Regions from separate parts of the Sus scrofa genome. Here region 1 is linked to region 2. The links are chromatin contacts, called in public Hi-C maps. All regions are on one chromosome and are shown on one strand. The core of a region is the stretch at or near the end of the contact, and the rest is flanking DNA. Distances in the headings are between cores, read along the strand shown. Region 1 has its middle 150 kb from the start of LPP. Region 2 overlaps LOC106508010 (a long non-coding RNA gene).

Region 1 (5,989 bases), core at 746-3,245, 170 kb before region 2:
CCGCATGACTGAGAGACAGAGTTGAGGCTGTTACAGAGCTGTGCACGGTGTGAGACATGGAGGGTGGGTGGGGGAGGAGCTGTGCGGTTCTCCTAGGGTTGCAGATCTAGGCGAGTGAGGTATTGAAGAGGGATGGAACAGAGTGTCTGGAAACTGGAAAGAGATAAAAGCCTAAGGATGAGATCCAGGAGGAAAGTGGGAAAACCAGAAGAAGACCACTCTTCAGGGTGGAGGATCAAGAAGGCCCTGGTTTGAAAGAGACTGAAAGGCCTCCAGGGACTCCACACAGGGCTGGCTTGAAATGGAAGCCTGGGTGGGAATAAGTTACTGAGAAATCAGATTTAACTTCACTGGTATTTCTTATCTGTAGATAGTTGATGTTCTGAAGTTTCTTTCCTGAGTAGGGGAGTTCAATTGTATCTCTTCACTCTCGGTATTTGTGTGTGTTGAATTGTGGTGGTGCAAGGTGGGAAATTAGGGTATTATTGAAAGAAAAACCAGTAGGGGATTGAAGATAAGGTGTTATGATGTGGATGTCTTGTCTTTGGAGGACTAACCTCCCTTTTCACTCTTGGGTACTAGTAGCCAAAGGCCATGCCATTCCATGGGTGCTTTCATTTGCTACAACCACCATATGAGGTAGGTTCTATTACTATCTTTGTTTTAAGACATAGAGAGGAAAGGTCACCTTGCTAATAAGTGTCAAGTGGAGGACTTGAACCTAAGGCACTCTTCAGAACCCAAACAGATATTATTAGGGCAAACCCTATGAAATAAGTCTTTCAGATTTTTAAAGTTGAATATTTGTCATTCCATATCATACTTTTTACCCTCTGGGTACCAAGAGGGTCCTTGAAGTAAGCAGATCTTGCTGTTTCAGTGAGCAGACCCAGTAACCAAGCTCAGCTGCAAGATGGTGACAAGCCTCTTTTGTCACATGTGATGCCAGCAATGGACTTTTTCAAAAGCAAAGACAATGAATGTGTGAAAGTTTCAAACCTGCACACGAACTTGAATGGCTTCCCTTAGGTAATGGACTCCGGATAGAGGCCTAGAAAGCAATGGCCCACACGGTGAGCTGCTTGAGAGAACCAGCATGGTTTCCGGCACATAGTGTCTAATAAATGGTGAACAAAGAACTTATGTTTGTGTGAGACTTCACACTGAGATGACATGATAACATGGCTCTCCCTGGTGCAGTTCACCACTCACCAACCCAACCTCTTGGCACGTGGTTGAACCAGAGCAACTTTTGGCAGTGCAAATGGTGCTGAGGTGGAAGAGTCCACATTTGCCCAAACTGTCCTTCCATTGGCGGAGCTAGGAGACTTCAGGAATGCTGCTCACACTTCCTGGGGCCTCTGTTAGGTGGGCAGGCTTAGTCTTTGCAGCTTTCTCGCTAGATTGTTGGGAGGATCTTAGCAGCTCAGAGACAGTACATCTTTGTGAGCTTAGAAAGAAAAAAAAAAAATGGCTGAGGTAGAAAGCAAAAGGTTGAATCTGGTAGAAAAAAAGAGGGAAGTAATAAGGTGGCTGGATTGGAAGTCTCCAGATAGTCTCACTGCTAGTTGAACAGTAGATGGATCAAAGGGGAGAGTGAAAAAGTGTTCCTGACACTTTAGCCCCAAACCTGGCCTGGGGCCTGAGTGTCTATGGAGGCCACATCCCATGTCGCTGACTTGGTGCCTTCACCTGCTGCAGAGGGTGACTAATTCCAATGCTCACCACCACAGCTGTGGGCTTCCTGCCCCTGGTGCCCCTGGGCCTCTCTCAGCCTCATTCCTCCCAGCCTCCTCCCCTTTCCCCTTTTTGGAACAACTGTGCATAATCCTCTCCCCCCTGGCCCAACGCTCCCAGCTGCCCCTTCTGATTCAGTGCCAGCAGCTGGTCCGTGAACAGTGCCAAATCAAACAGATGTGTGTGGGATTGTCCGGCACGTGTCACCAGGCTCCCCGTCCAGCCTTATCCCAACCAAGGCTCTCTCTCAATTGGTTGAAGGCTGAGCACTGCCTTTCAGGGGGCGCTGCAGGGCCTGAGCCCAGACGTGGTCAGACACCACTGTCTTCTCACCTTCCCTGTCTCCCCCCTCCTCTTGCAATCCTGTTTCTTTCTCTTAGGGCAACTGCCCCTCCTCTTCTTTATAGTTCATCTTTTATTCTATTTTTCTTCTTATTAGGAAATTCTTCCTCGTTAATCAAACTCTGGAGCCTTTTAAGGATTCTGTTAGAAACGAAAGGCAAGACCCTGGCTTTTAAAACAGGTTTTAAAGTTGAAATTCTCCTAGATTCATAAAAGACATTACAAAAGGCCAGAACCCAGCCAGAAGAAGAATAACAGCTGGTTTTTTCACCGCAGTCCGCCTTAGCTCAAGATCTTCAAGATGTCACTTCCTTCCTTCCTTTCTTAGTCAGTGGCATGCAAAATTCATGGTAATTCTCAGAAGTTGGTACCCTTGCAAGCAAACGTCTTTGATTTTTCTGTGCAATTGGCTAATTCTACTCACTCCCACCTACCTGTCTACATGGGGATGACTTGAGAACAGTAGCAATTAACCCAAGAGAAACCTGTGACAGATCAAAGCCCTCCGGGGCAGTGAAATCTTACTGAAAATAAGATTAGCAAGTCTAGCATAAGGGATATGAAGACTGCTCCTTATTTTAAAGTACAGATATTTTTTTGGAGTTCCTGTTGTGGCACAGCGGAAATGAATCCGACTAGGAACCATGAGGTTGCAGGTTCCACTCCTGGCTTTGATCATCAGGTTAAAGATCCGGTGTTGCCATGAGCTATGTTGTAGGTCACAGACATGGCTTGGATCTGGCATTGCTCGTGGCTCTGGCACAGGGCAGCAGCTGTAGCTCCGATTAGATCCCTAGCCTGGGAACCTTCATATGCTATGGGTGTGGCCCTAAAAAGCAAATAAAATAAAATGAAGTATAGATATTTTTTTTCTTCAAAACACAAGAAGTGTATAACTGATTCACTTTGCTGTACACCTGAAACTAACACACCATTTTAAGTCAATTATAATCCAATAAAACTTAAAAAAATACATAAGAAGTGAAATAGTGCATTCTAGCTGAGAAACAGCCTTAGCAGAAATGATAAAGAACAGCAAAATATTTTAATAAGTCATAGGGATTTTTCCCAACATAATGGTCTTAAAGGTTGATAATGGTTAGTGCTTACATGAATGTCTCAAAATTCCACAGACAGACATACCATTTGCATTTTTCAAATGAACAGAAAATTCAAGATTATTGAGTTAGGCTTTGCCTAGCTTTTTGTATGTCACTCAATAGAGTGTTAGCATTTAAGAAATATTAAATTATAATAATGTCTTTCCTGGAAGTTCCTGTTGTGGCTTAGTGGTAAGGAACTTGACTAGTATTCTTGAGGATGGGGGTTCAATCCCTGGCCTCACTCAGTAGGTTAAGAATCTGGCATTGCTGTGGCTGTGGCATAGGCTGGCAGCTGCAGCTCCGATTGGACCCCTAGCCTGGGAACCTCCATATGCCATGGGTGCAGCCCTAAAAAGAAAAAAAATGTGTTTCCCATCTTGCCCTAACTTCCAGTAAGCTCAGATTTGAATTTCATAATCTAACAATTACATTAGGCTTTGCATTTCTTTTTGCAAAAGATAGAATTTCTAGTTCTATCTTTTTATACCTCACTGTATATCTTCTTTAATGTTATAAATTATCCAAAATTATTTTAGAGAAAAGGATGATATACTAAATACAGGGAATTCCATAAAAATGACTTCAGATAATGTTGAAGATAACGATTCATGACACTTCACTTTCTACCTTAATTAGTTATTTATGTACTTGTTTAAAGGTCCTCATTAGACCTCAGATTCCCCGAGGGCAGAGCCGCCCTAGTCCCAGCCTCTCCCCTGGAGTGGGTGTTTAATAAGATTCTGTTGGATAAATACAGTGTGAGGATTAATTTCAGAGGAAATAGAATAAAGTTTACTTCCCCTTTCTTTTCCTTTCCTTTTTTGTCTTTCTCAGGAGAAGACTCTATTGATGCGAGCTTTGCACTCAGGCAACGTGGAGCTAGTATATAAAGCTGCTTCTACGGTGCTGGGTGAGAAGTTATTTTCTCCTCTTTCTCCTTTGAAGCCCATCGTAAATTTTTTCTTTCTCTATATTGTTCTCTCTCTCTTCCTGCATCATACTCAGTAATGTCCTCCTACATAAATAATAACCACTTACATTTACATAAGCACTGATAACATTGGCACATTCCTTCCAGAAAGGATTTGAGATGGCCGTCTTAGAGGATTTTTAAATTTTACAATGCACTCTGAGATGCCGCCGCTGCTGTTATTAGCTGATATTTATTGCATGCTTGCATGTGCCAGGCACTAGGCAAGGGCTTTTTGGACATGACCTCGGCTAGTCCTTCCAGTAATCCTATGGAGAAGCTACTTGTATTATCCCACTTTCACTATGAAGAAGCTTCAAGGCCTGGAACTTGCCCAAAGCGGCATGGGAGGTAAGGGGCAGGACTGGGATGTGAACACTGACCTTTGGGTCATAATTTTAACCCAGGGAAATGGGCAAAGTGGCTGGAGATTCACTCTGCCATGCAGATGAGTGGAAAGAGGAACCATGTTTATTGAGGGCTGAGGATGTCCAGGGCTCATACTTTATGATGTCTCATTTGGCCTCTTCAGTCATGCTGCAAGGTAGATATCAATTTCTGCTTCACAGATGAGGGCACAGAAGCTTTGAGTACTTCATTAACTTACCTTGACCCTTAGCCAAAGAGGCAGGATTTGATCCTGTTCCCTTTGGCTCTAAAGTCCTTTGTTGTTGTTGTTGTTGTACACATAGAGATACCAGCCCAAGTTCACATGGTGGTTTATAAAAACAAACAAAAAAACCTCACCAAGTTCAGCCAAACTAGAGTTCTTTTAACTGTCCTTTAAAAGCTCTGGTGTCCTGCCTGGGTCAAAAAGTGCAGTGTCTGTCTGGCTACTGAGTGTCTTTCCCCATGTGACCTTTGAGGGGGGGGGAAGCATCTTATGACTTGACAAGGCAAATGCAATTGAATTTCCATCTCATTCAGAGCTGAGAGAGAATAGCGTTGGGAACGAGGCTAGTTTGAAACAAGGGCTCCTGAAGCTAATTAAAAGCTAGGCCGGAGCTGTGCTTTTCATTCCTTAAGAATGTTCGACCTCATTAAATAGAAAAAAGCAAGTGGAATTTTCTGATTTTTTTTTTTTTTCCCCTCAGGTTCCGGAGGGGGTGGGGAGTCCGAGCTTTCAAAACACATTTCTCCAGCTTTCAGTCTGCATGGTGCTGCCATTGACATTGCTGTTGTGAAGACTCACCCTTCTCAGGTGCTTATCACACTGAAAAGTTCGCAGCTTGGCAGAGCAGACCCAGAAAGACAGCATGCACCCTTCTTCAGGCTCCTGTTCCCTTGTACCCTTTCTGCCGAAGTCACAGGGGGTAGAGAAGCATCTGTGGGCTCAAGGTAGTGGAGCAGGTGGTTGTCCTTCAGAAAGGTCTCCTTTGGGCTCTTCCACAGACACCTGGAGCTAACAGACACTCAAAAGCGTGAGATTCTAGCCAAAGGGAACAGAAAACTTCACAGCCTCTCTGTGTGGCTTCTGGGTAAAGTAGAAGACCCTGAAACATGGTCCTAAAGTTTGGACTTAGAGTCAGGGGCCATGGGCTCCAGCCGTGAGGAGGCCTGTGGCTGCAAATACTGAATATCATCAGGCTGGCCGAGGCTGAGGCTGGAAATCTTTAGGTGTTGATTTAAATGTCCCTGTTTATGGGGCACCTACTGGGTGCCAGGCACTGTGCTAGCAGCTTTGCGTATGTTATATCTAATCTTTCCAACCACCCTCCAAAGTAGGTGTTATTATCCTCATCTAGAGGTGAGGAAGCAGAGGCACTGATTATGTTTTCCCCCTTTATGGTTCTTGGTCCTTAACAAGTCAACACAGCACGATCAGAGGAATCCTAGT
Region 2 (6,188 bases), core at 1,408-3,907:
CCTTGCTGATTCATCGTGTAATCTTGGAAAATTCCCTTGTTTTCTGTCTACCCATCTCTCCATGAAGCAAAAGATGGCAAGGACAATTCCTGATCCATACCTCGTGGAGGTACCTGTGGATTAGTCAGACCCAGGCTGCAAGAAGAATTCAGCTCCTTGGAGTTGGGTACAACTATTAATTACTCATCAAAAACATCTGAGTATTACAAAGGGATCTGTTTTGCAAAGTTCAGATGGAAAGACCTTCCTTCCACATGGTTATGAAAACCAGTGGTGTAGTGCATTTAATGCACTGAGTAACTCACCCACTTGACTTCTCTCAGTTCCATTATACTCATCTGTAAATGGAGGGAATGTGGTCCAGAGTATCGCTAAGTCCTTCTAGGCCAAATAATCTCAGGTTTTATCAGTTCCTTCAATTTAGGACCCAATTATGGGAGGACCAACTATACTTCCCACTGATAGGGATGATGACCAGCCTAGAATCACTAGCTAGAAAATTACGAGTGCTAATGAGGATGATTTTGAAGGTAGGAAAGCAATACTTTTATAGTTGTGTTTTTTTTGTTTGTTTTGTTTTGTTTTTATTTTTTGTTTTGCTTTTTGTCTTTTTAGTGCTGCACTTGCGGCATATGGAGATTCCCAGGCTAAGGGTCCAATCGGAGCTGCGGCTGCCAGCCTACACCACAGCCACAGCAACTTGGGATCTGAGCCACATCTGTGACTTACACCGCAGCTCATGGAAATGCTAGATCCTTAACCCACTGAGCAAAACCAGGGATCAAACCACATCCTCATGGATACTAGTTGGGTTCATTACCAGTGAGTCACAATGGGAACTCCTGTAGATATTTTTAAAGTATTGCTTCTCTGCTCTAAAATTATAACCATGTAAAGAAACACTAAGTTCTCTTAACCTTGAAGAAGATTTCCAATTACCATTTCGGAAGTATTCCAGGTTTCTTATCTGTTCTCTTTCTCAGGGTAAACATCTTTCCGTGGACTCAATCTGTGGATCTGTACTGACAAGCAGTAATGAAAAGCTAGGATAAGTGGTTACAGGCCAGAGTTTAGAACTAACTTTTTGTCTTTATTTAATTTCACTTTCTCCCAGGACGAAAAACCGCATGGGGGAGAGCTAAGAGCCCAGGCCCAGGCTGTTGGGGAGGCCTGTCACTGGCTGGTTGTGTTAACCTTGGCCTTGCTTGTTTCATTCTGAGCCTTGGTTTCCTCCTCTATAAGCGAATGGGGTTGGGTTGGGTTCAAAGTTCATTTAAGGGCTAACATTCCACTATTTTGCTTACCTGGGTTTTCAGAGCAGAGTCCTCAAAGCAAGCATCCTTGACCAAGCTTCATCTCACAGCCCAGAAACCCCCATCTCTTTTCCTTCAAGGGCTCCAGCACAGGGATTACGTTTAATCCATTTGCAACTGTTATCTGTTTCCTTGAAATGAGCATTTGTGTTCCAATAAGTTCTTAAAAGCTTGCAATAGCTAGAGCTAAAGGCATTCCTCAAGGAGCTGCAATTAAAGATGTATTAGTGGTAAGGAGTGAAGATAGGAGGGGAGCTCAACTTTCCCTTGAAAACCACAGCCCTGGTACCCCAAAACTGCTGAGTTGACAATGCCTTAATGACATCACCTCTCTCTAGTCTCAGTTAAATATATTCCCTTAAGGAGTCCTTCATCTGTGGAGACAGGCACAGGTTGACGCATTCATAGAGACTTCTTTTAAACATAAGCCTAATGAGTTCACTCTCATTTTAAAGGCCTGATAATTCATCTGTGGATGAAAGAGTTAAAATTTCACCAGCTTGAGTGCTACAGCAGGCAAGCCCCAGCTGAACGTTTGAGCAGTGAACAGGCAAACAGAGATGGGCAAAGTTCTTCAGGTTCAAAGGCTTGTTTTGGAAAAGAACCCAAAAAGTTCAGATGCTTTTGCTGAAGTTTATCTGATTTATTCAAGCTGGGAATGAGGGAACGCAGAGGCATTTGTGGAGCCAACCGAACCTACTATATGTCCTCCCTTCATTGTTACTGCCTTTGCTTTTAAGCCTTTGGGTTTTTTAGGGAAAAGCTAATCCATATGTTTCAAATCTTTGCACTTGAAGCCATGGAGGTTCAGGCTGGTGTCAGAGTGGCCCAAATGGCCGGTATCTGCTAAATAGCAGCAAAGCCCTGTAAGTAGAAATGCATTAAAGAATGGAGAGGAGTCATTTCCTTAAATCCAGGCAGAGAAGGAGAAAGAAACAGAGAGGACTCAGGGAGGGCAAACAAAGTGACGGGACAGGTTGGAGGATAGTACAGAAAACTCTGAACCTGGAATTAGAAAACTGGGACTTGAATCTCTTTTGAATTACAGCCTTAGTTTCCTTACTTGGACCATGGGTCTTTTCATCAACAATCCCTGCTCCATGTGGTTGCAAAGATAAAATGAAATAATGACTCTAAAGGTTTGTGGTTCCCTGCTTGGCACATAATAGGCACTGAATACATATTTATTAGCTTTTAATGTTTAACATAATGGTTTAAGTTCAATGCAAATGCTGATTCCTTTATGTGTTCCCCAAACTGGTTTACCCTGTCGCCCTGAGAGCAGCAAGAAGTACACTCTCTCCTGGGAAAACTATAAATTGGCCAACAGACTTTTTCACACCAAACAGCACGATTTCAAAATGCTCAGAAAAACCAGAGCCAAAGCAAATTCCCTCTCCACACACCCCCATCCCTTGCACTCACGTGAACTTTTAAACCTTGGAAACCAGATGAGAGAGAAAGAGAGAAAGAAAGGCCAGCCATTGCTTCACATCGTATACATATATCGAGTTCACTTCGCAAACACAAGGTGCACTGTCAGAAGTGCCTTGGGCAAAGTTTGTACTTCGCTTGAATTCAAACTTTTGTTTACCAAGGCAATAAACCAGTCCTTTGCTGCTCCAGGTGTAAAGCTATTATGAAAAGGCATATTTGTATTTCACCCCACCTCAGATGTACGGTATGTGGGACGTCCCGCACTGTAAGAGCAGCCAGGATTTATTTACAGAGAGAATCACCCAAGCAGGAGAGGAGTGTCGTCAGGCTGGGAAAGGCTGAGTCCTGGCAGAGCCCGGGACGCCTAACTTTCCACTTCCTCCAGCCCCCAGACTCCAGGGCTTGCCTTCTTTGCCTTGGCAAACAACCCAGCTTGCAGGACACCCTCCGGGACATATTGCCATCTCTGTTTAGACAAGTTACATCCTCCTGGGCTTTTTGTCCTGAGCTCTCCAATCGACCCATTACTGACACACTCTGTACAGCCAGAATAGAGTGAAGAGATATGGTGACTGCCGAAACTTTTGCTCCAACCCTGGCCTGAAAGTCTCTCCAGCGTTTCTGCCCCCTCCCTCGTGTGAGCTGTCACACCCTGATGGGTTATCTAAGCACTGCCATGGGTGGGAGGAAACTTTTGCCCAAATCTCTGACTGAGCTAAATGGCCTGGAACCCACTCTAAATCGTCTAGTGGAATCTTGGCACGGGAAGGAGGAAAGAATGTATGGAAAAGGGCAGACTTCGAACGCCAGGGCCATTAGCCTGGGCAAGTGGGAGAGCTGCTGAGGGGTTACAGAGACGTCGTTGCCTGCAGGCAGGTCTGGGAGACCACCCAGAAACTCGAACTGAAGCATGCAGCGGCGCAGTTAAACACATGAGCTGCACAACCCAGAAATTCTCTAGGTCCTGGGCTAGAACTGGGGCCTCCCTTTTATTTTGTGGGAGATTATTCCAGTTTCTTCAGGATGCGGGGTTCCTATTTCCTGAGTCCCTATAAGTGCAGAAGGGGCTAGCGCATCGTAGGTACTCCGTACATATTTTTGAACAATGACTTAACGGTAATTTTAGATAAAAATTGTGAACAATAATGCAACACCAGCTTTATCGCTTGAGAAAGTGAGATCTCGACAAGACAGTTAACCTCTGTGAGCTCAGACTCACCATCTGTGAAATGGGAATCACAATGGCAATTTTCTTTCTGAATTGTTACGAGGATCCAGTGAGTAGCCCTTGTAACAACTCAGAAGGGACCAGGTGATGCGGAGACTTAGAAGCAGAGGTAAAGAATCTGTAAACTCTAAAGAGCTGCACAAACACTGTAGTTACAGCAACGCAGAACTCCTCCTTTGACTCACATTTGCAGACCAGGCCTTGTCAATCTCCGTCTCCTTCATGCTGCCTAGCAACACAGCGCTCCACATGCCCATCAAACGTTTACAAAGACTGAGGGTCAATGGGAGCCATGGAGAGTCCAGAGATCAATATACAGGGAGTTTCCCTCACCGAACAGGTAGCTACCAAGAGTTTAACTTTCAATGATTTGCTAACGATTGAGAGCCCATTACAGACAAGGCTTTGGGAATTCTTGGCAGGGTGGCAGGGGGAGTGTTTTGGTTAGGATAAGCTAATGGAATGACTCAACACAAAACACATTTGTTTCTTGTTCACATAACAGTCCCGGATGGGTATGTAGGTGGCCGAGGCAACCCTTTTCACTTAGTCATTCCACAGCCCAGGTTCTTTTATCTTGTGCCTTCACCATCCCACAGGGCACGGTCATCATCTGGCAGACAGGGGAAAACATGTAGGAGAGTTCCTGGGAGGTTTTCATGGGGCAGGCCTGGGAAACTGCTCCTGTCCTCTTAGCTAGAACTCTGTCACACCTAACCACAAAGGAATATGAAGTGAGCTTTTCTCTGTTTCCAGGAAGAAGAAACAAATTTTGGTGAACATTGAGCCAGCTCTGATACAAGGACATAGCAAACAGCAAAACAACTTCCCACCCTCAAGGAGCTTAGGATTTTGAGACAGTTACGATAAATAAGTACACACCTAACCAAGATAATTTCAGATAATAATAGCTGCTCTAAAGAATATAAAATAGGGGCATACCATGGTGACTTTGGGCGAGGGGACCTATTTTAGGTAGGGGAAGGGGTTCCCCAAGCTGAGACTCAAAAGATAAAAGGTGATCAGTTAGGGGAGAGACAAGAGGAGGAAAGTCCAGCAAGTCCTACAACGAAGTGCAAAGTTCCAAGATGAGACTTGCATGGTGTATGGAGGACAGAACAAAGGCCAGCACGGGGAGGATGCTGTAAAGGAGAGGACAACTGTATGCGATGAGGGCAGAGAATTTAAAAAAGTACCAGGTTATGTGGAGTCTTAGAAGCAGCGGTAAAGAATTTGGATTTTAAACAATTAATTATGTTTCCTCAAGATTCATGGTGATCAGTGCAGAAAGGAGATGTGGGTCAATCTGGAGCCTTTTCACCTGCAAATCCATTAGCCTATTTGGTGCTCTTCCTCAGCTCTGCTCTGTAGGACGGGGGGCTGCCTCCTGCACATGCCAGGCTCCCACATCAGCTGGCTTCCAGCTGGTAAGAGCCAATGAGAGGTGGTGGAAGGAAACTGGAGAGTAAGAGAAAGGGAGAAACCAGGGTCTCTCTCTCCCTCTTCCTCTCTCTCTCTGTCTCAGGCAGCTTCTATTGCAGAGTTGTGTCCCTTCCATGGCTCCAGCCCCTGCTAGACTTGCCCACGATGGTCCAGCATCTACCAAGTGATCCTGGCCTCTGGACTCCAATATATGGCTTTTGTCCCTCTAGCCCAGCCCAGTAGCATCCTAGTAGCAACCACTGTTATGGCTAATGGTTGGAAGAGTTTTGGGCTTCTATCACCTGGGTAGCCAGTGACCTGCATTAGATTTCCTGTATTTAGACCCTTAGAGTGGCTTTAGTTCCCCCAGTTGGACTCTGATGACTGTACAAGGTAGAAATAATGTGCCTGGAGAATGTTCCCTCAGCATCTCATATCAGGCCAGGTACATGCAAAGTCCATGGTGACAGTCTTGGTTTCCTATGGCTGCTATAACAGCACCAATATTACAGTTCTGAAGGTCAGAAGTCTGAATATGTCTCACTGAGTTAAAATCAAGGGAGCTCTAGGGGACAGTCTGTTTTCTTGCCTTTTCCAGATTGTGGAGGCTGCCCACATTCCTTGGTCTGTGGCCCCTTCCTACATCTTCAAAGCCAGCCACAGCAGGTCAAGTCTTTCTCATGATGCCACCCCACTGGTTCTAACTCTTCTGCCTCCCTCTCTTTACTTAACGACTTTTGTGATTACATTGTGGCCACATGATTATTCCTGAATAATATCCCTATTTT

The links. A called contact is a pair of places that touch in the nucleus more often than the background predicts.
Region 1: a contact with region 2 is called in a Hi-C map of liver, with 2.0 times the contacts expected there. The contact joins two enhancer-like sites. A contact is called at or near these places in 1 of 47 Hi-C or Micro-C datasets (liver) and 1 of 2 datasets of contacts at active chromatin or transcription factors (alveolar macrophages).

The regions. Positions count from the first base shown.
Region 1 is chr13:125,630,252-125,636,240 of Sscrofa11.1, reverse strand. No RefSeq gene overlaps it. Among named protein-coding and RNA genes, the nearest start is that of LPP, 150 kb to the left of the region's middle. Within about 2 kb of position 1,995, at least 18 of the 83 cell types and tissues checked have an H3K27ac peak or open chromatin away from gene starts, as enhancers often do. A contact at or near this core is called in liver, where this site is marked.
Region 2 is chr13:125,460,525-125,466,712 of Sscrofa11.1, reverse strand. It overlaps LOC106508010 (a long non-coding RNA gene), which reads right to left. Exons shown (of 7, transcript XR_001304509.2): 4 at 1,305-1,520. Among named protein-coding and RNA genes, the nearest start is that of BCL6, 74 kb to the right of the region's middle. Within about 2 kb of position 2,657, at least 14 of the 83 cell types and tissues checked have an H3K27ac peak or open chromatin away from gene starts, as enhancers often do. A contact at or near this core is called in liver, where this site is marked.